Linked DNA regions of Mus musculus: region 1 is linked to region 2. The links are chromatin contacts, called in public HiChIP or PLAC-seq maps. All regions are on one chromosome and are shown on one strand. Each heading gives the region's core, a stretch centred on a gene start, on an enhancer-like site or on the middle of the called end of the contact. The rest is flanking DNA. Distances are from core to core; before and after follow the strand shown.

Region 1 (3,019 bases), core at 485-2,984, 97 kb after region 2:
AAACAACAACTTCCATTAATCTCTTCCTCTTTCTCCTCTTTCTTTTCACCCTCTTCATGTTGTCTGTTGAAAATGCTTATTTTTTATTAATGTGTCTGTGTGTGGGTGTATGCAAATCTGCGCAGGTGCCTCCGATGGAGGCCAGAAGAGGGGATCAGACCCCCTGGAGCTGGGGTTGTACAGGTAGTTGTGAGCTGCCTGACATGGGTGCTAGGATCGCAGCTCAGGCCTTCTGGAAGGCAATTGCACACTCGTAACCACTGAGCCATTTCTTCAGCCTCTTTTGTCTTTTGATACAAGGTCTTATACTGTAGTCTGTGTTGGCTTTGGACTCACTATGTAGTTTAGGCTGGCTTTTAACTGAAGCCAATTCTCCTGCTGCAGCCTCCTGAGCACTGGAACTACAGGTGTGTGCCGTTATTAATCTGTTCTTGAAGTGGAAGCCACCACGGCCTAATTCGTTCTCATTTATAGTCTCTTTCTTTGAAACTGAGGTTTCAGCTTAGTATTTCAGTTTATAGCAGAAGTTTTAAGAAAAGCTTCACACTCAACAGAAAAGGAATTAGCTCATATATTGTACCTGAAGCCAAAGTAGAACACAGTCAGATTATGGGAATGTGCTGGACTAATTGGTTAAGAGCAGGTTCCCACATGAGTGGCTCACTACCTCCTGTAGCACCAATTCTGGGAAATATGGCACCTTATTCTGGCTTCTGAGGGCATTTGCACTCACCCACTCACACACACTCACTCTCTCTCTCTCTCTCTCTCTCTCTCTCTCTCTCTCTCTCGCGCGCGCGCACACACACACACACACACACACACACACACACACACACAGGGTCTGTGCCAACATAATGTCAAGGGAACCAACCATAGCTACAACTTCTCCAGCACTGAAGCCCATTGACACTCTACTCCACTGATAATTCAGGGACTCTCTCCCTCTACCTGTCTTCTCCTTTATGATTAATTTATTTATATTTTATTAGATTCATTTATTTTATGCGTGTGAGTGTTTTTCTGTGTGTATGTATGCACACTGTGTGCATGCCTAGTATTCTAGGAAGTCAGAAGAAGGTATTGGATCCCCTGAAACTGAAGCTGTGAATCACCACGTGGGAGCTGAGTTTCAAAGAATTTAAAGCACAAACAGGTCTCATCTTAGGAGCATGGACTCTTCAAAGACATAGAGAAATGGCCTCTTCTATTCACTCTAAAGAAATGCCTTTATTAACTGTTCGGGTAATGCTGAAACCATTTTCTGGACATCTAATCATATTATCTTTTCATATTTTTTAAATTTTATATTCCAATTATTTTTTTGTGTCCTGAGGTGTGTGGGTAAAGGTCAGAGAACAAACTGTGGGATTAGATTCTCTCCTTTTACCATGTGTGTCTGAGGGATAGAACTCAGGTCATAAGAATTGGCAGCAAGCAACCATACCCCCCCTTCCATATCTTTTAAGAAATAAGGACTCATACATAGCTCCATTTTACAGGTAAGGAAGGTGATGCCAGAATTTGCAATGTCCTTACAACAACTCTGTGCCAAGTCTTGCTTTGCTGAGTTGTGGCCATTTAGAACTCTAGAGACAGCTATGGGGAGAGACTCTGGCAACCTAGCACTGAGGAGGAGACCAGCTGGCCTTCGGTCGGTCGTGCTGAAGAGCCTACAGTACATATTCTGATCTCAAGGCTCCGCTCCAAGAAATTCCCTTGGAGATTAAAGGCTTATTGTCTGGGGTTTTTATTTACTCTTCAAGGAGTGTTCCAGTGAGGCCTGCTAGTAGGAATGTCAACAGAGAGCCCCGCCCCACACCTACACTTTTCATTCGCCTCTCTTGCCTTTGTTGGGTGAACTTACAGCAAATATATCTAGTCTTATTTCACTGATTCTCCACATCCTCCTTAGGGTTTTGAACCCTGCTGGGGCTGGAACATGTCAGCCCATCCTTCCTTCCTTCCTTCCTTCCTTCCTTCCTTCCTTCCTTCCTTTCTTTCTTTCTTTCTTTCTTTCTTTCTTTCTTTCTTTCTTTCTTTCTTTCTTTCTTTCTTTTTGATTTTAGAAAAAAGGGCTCCTTCATTGGGGGCCCTTTGTTCCATCCAATAAATGACTGTGAGCATCCACTTCTGTATTTGCCAGGCACTGGCATAGCCTCATACGAGACAGCTATATCAGGTTCCCTTCAGATTTTAGAAAAAATAAATGATTTATTTATTCAATGTATTGTGATTTTGTTTTTTTTAGTTGTAAACTTTATTTATTTCCTCTTTATTAGATATTTTCTTTATTTACATTTCAAATGCTATCCCGAAAGTTCCGTATACCCTCCCCGCGCCCTGCTCCCCTACCCACCCACTCCCACTTCTTGGTCCTGGCATTCCCCTGTTCTGGGGCATATAAAGTTTGCAAGACCAAGGGGCCTCTCTTTCCAATGACGGCCGACTAGGCTATCTTCTGCTACATATGCAGCTAGAGATATGAGGTTTTGGGGTACTGGTTAGTTCATATCGTTGTTACACCTATAGAGTTACAGACTCCTTCAGCTCCTTGGGTACTTTCTGTAGCTCCTTCATTGGGGGCCCTTTGTTCCATCCAATAAATGACTGTGAACATCCACTTCTGTATTTGCCAGGCACTGGCATAGCCTCATACGAGACAGCTATATCAGGTTCCCTTCAGCAAAATCTTGCAATTCAATATGCAATATGCATATGCAATAATGTCTGGGTTTGGTGGCTGGTTATGGGATGGATCCCTGGGTGGGGTAGTCTCTGGATAGTCCATCCTTTCGTCTTAGCTCCAAACTTTGTCTCTGTAACACCTTTCATGGGTATTTTGTTCCCTATTCTAAGGAGGAATAAAGTAACCACATGTTGGTCTTCCCTCTTCTTGATTTTCTTGTGTTTTGCAAATTGTATCTTGGGTATTCTAAGTTTCTGGGCTAATATTGACTTATTAGTGAGTGCATATCTAATGACTTCTTTTGTGATTGGGTTACCTCACTAAGGATGA
Region 2 (2,899 bases), core at 239-2,738:
CTCTCTCTCTCTCTCACACACACACACACACACACAAGGTCTTCTCACAGGATGTCTATATGTCTATGTGACCTCAGCCTCCTTTCTTCATGCACGTCTTCTTGGATGGCACACCTAAGTCACCCTGCCCCTGACTAATCTCTGTAGAACTGGAACCTGGCTTGGTTTCCTCTCCTCGCTGCCAGCTTGCTCACACGTTGCCCAAGAATCATGTTTCTTAGGGCTCTCTCTCAGAATCTCCATTTTAGGAGCGCAGGAAATGTCTGTTTTTGTAACCCTGAGGTGGCAGCATGGCCGGGCACACAGTAGGTACTCTACAAATGTCTGTTGAATGAGTGGGAGAATTTTTTTTTTTCCCAAGACAGGGTTTCTCCGTGTAGCTCTGGCTGTCCTGGAACTCATTCTGTAGACCAGGCTGGCCTCAAATTCAGAACTCTGCCCGCCTCTGCCTCCTGAGTGCTGGGATCAAAGGTATGTGCCACCACCATCTGGCTGTGAGTGAATTTTTAAAAAGATTGTGTGTGTGTGTGCCACATTTATTCAGGTGCCCTCAGAGGCCAGAAGAGGGCATGGGGTTCCCAGGAGCTAGACACATACAGGAGGATGTGAGTTGGCCCATGGAGGTTCTGGGAATTGAACTCAGGTCCTCTGTAAGTGGAGCAAGTGTTCTTATCTGCTAAACACTCTCTCCTTCCCCAGTGAAAATTTCTGATCAAGCCCAGGGCTGCACACATGCCAGTCCGATGCTCTACAGATGAACCACACCCCCAGCTCCTCCCTGGTGGATTCTAGGCAGATGTCTCATTGCTAAGCTGCATTCCTAGCCTTCTTTTTAACTTTTCCTTGGAGATAGGATCTCACTAGGTTGCCCAGACCGGCCTTAAACAGACCCTGTAGCTCAGAAGAGTTTTGAACATGTAATCCTCTTGTCTCAGCCTCTGGAGTAGCTGGAATGGCAGGCCGACAAAACCAAGCCTTACAAGCCAATGAACACGTGTGTGCATCTGTGTTTGGGTGTGTAAGGAAGAAAAGGGAGCCTGATTATGTAACAGGCCAAACAAGCCAGTTAATGTGTTTTTGAATAAATGTCTTTGTGTGTCTGGGAAAGGTTCGTGGGCCAAGGTGTTTGTCTTGAGTCTCTTGTTTTGTCTTGTTTGTGTGTGCAACTGTGTCATCACTGTGCACACAGACACACACACAAGTGTGTACAAATACAAATACTCAAGACACAGGCCGGCAAACACACAGATATGCAATACCCATGTGTGCAGAGTCCTCTAGTACCGGGGCTGCAATTCTGAGCCTGGTGGATGTGGATGTGCTTGCGTTCTCCCATCTGTGTTTCATGGCTTGTGTAAGTCTGAGAACAGCATGTACTTGTGTCACTGTGGCATCTGCGTTTGTGCGAGCGCGGCGTTCCCTCCACCTGGTATGTTGGAGGGCAGCCTCTCTCTCGGCAGACACAAAGTTTCCTTTTCTCAGTCAGCAAAGGGAGTGGAACAGGGGAAAATCCGTCTTGAAGGCCGGAAGGGGGTGGGTAGGGAAGCGCCCTAGCCTTGGCTGCCCCGGCTGGCTGCGGTTCCCAGCCAAGGTCAGGTGCCCGCGGCGCAGCCCCCTCGGCCCAGGAAGGGATGCGCAGCCCTGGGAGGGCACCCTGAGGGGGGCAAGCGCTGGATCACGTCCAGCCACCTGGCACGTGGGGGCCACCACGCGGGGAGCTGGCGCCAAGGGCCAGCCGTAGCAGCCCCGGGGCAAGGAGGGGGGTTGGTTCTGGAGCTCGGTTCTGTTCCGACCGCAGCATTCCTGCCCCCGCCTGAGTCACCGGGGCGCCCCCCACCCTCCACTTCCGGCCTGTCCTGGTGGGCATAGTCTGGGATTTCCCATTCTCATGCCCCAGGGGCTGCATCTCAAATGAGGACACTGGGATGAGCTGAGGGGTCTAGGACCCCTCTCTCCTCCTGCACTCACCCTACAGGAAAGCCTGTGGACTCCAGATGTGTTTTCCAGATGTACTGCCCCGCCCCCACCCCATCCGCTCACTCCCACCCATGGCTTTTCTGAGGGAAAGAGAGAGATGGAGGGAGAAGAGGACACGCCCTGACTCAGATAGAGAGGGACAGAGAGGCACTCACACGCACAAACTGACAAAATTCTTTTACAAAGCACCCTCCCCTCCCCCGACAGTGAATCACTCTTAAATACACAGGGACCGTTATTAGCACAAATGTAAACACACAGAAATGCAGCACTGGCTAAGCTATACACTATTCACAGGGCGGATGCTGTACCAAACACAGTGACATAAATGCACTGGGACTTACTGGTAAACACATGGAGACTAACAATGAGGCATAGCCCCATAAACAGACAGACAGACAGACAGACAGACAGACACACGCACTCACGCGCACACACACACACACACACACACACACACGAGTCAGTGTGGGAAGGAACATATAAACACACAGTCTAACCCTCACACATGCACTGCAAACACCTGGCCAAATAGTATACATAGTATAAATACTGAGAAACTACAGAACTTCGTACAGAACAGCGTACTTCTGTCTCCAGACAACACATGTTGAAAGGGACAGACAAAATGGATACAAACTAGGAAGCAATAAAAGTTAATGTTGACTCCCCCCCCACACCACACAAACACACGCAGAGAGAGAAAGAGAGAGGGAGAGAGAGAGAGAGAGAGAGAGAGAGAGAGAGGGAGAGAGAGAGAGAGAGAGAGAGAGAGAGAGAGAGAGAATGCTAGCTTTATCTGTGCCAAAACAGAAACACAGACGGATGGGAAAACAGGCGGATGGGGAAAACAGTTATTGCGCAGCCACAAAGGCCCTCTGCAGAGACCACAAGATGGGGACACTGCCACATATGCCACATA

Evidence for each region. HiChIP or PLAC-seq counts read pairs in DNA pulled down with a chosen protein or histone mark.
Region 1: a contact with region 2 is called in an H3K27ac HiChIP or PLAC-seq map of extraembryonic endoderm stem cells. The contact joins two enhancer-like sites. A contact is called at or near these places in 2 of 115 datasets of contacts at active chromatin or transcription factors (extraembryonic endoderm stem cells and pancreatic cancer cells) and 1 of 9 other capture datasets (liver).

Annotation. Positions count from the first base shown.
Region 1 is chr7:25,877,202-25,880,220 of GRCm38.p6, forward strand. No RefSeq gene overlaps it. Among named protein-coding and RNA genes, the nearest start is that of Gm51461, 14 kb to the right of the region's middle. Within about 2 kb of position 1,735, at least 31 of the 459 cell types and tissues checked have an H3K27ac peak or open chromatin away from gene starts, as enhancers often do. A contact at or near this core is called in extraembryonic endoderm stem cells and pancreatic cancer cells, where this site is marked.
Region 2 is chr7:25,780,068-25,782,966 of GRCm38.p6, forward strand. All of the region lies in intron 4 of Axl (AXL receptor tyrosine kinase), which reads right to left. Among named protein-coding and RNA genes, the nearest start is that of Axl, 7.2 kb to the right of the region's middle. Within about 2 kb of position 1,489, at least 202 of the 459 cell types and tissues checked have an H3K27ac peak or open chromatin away from gene starts, as enhancers often do. A contact at or near this core is called in extraembryonic endoderm stem cells and pancreatic cancer cells, where this site is marked.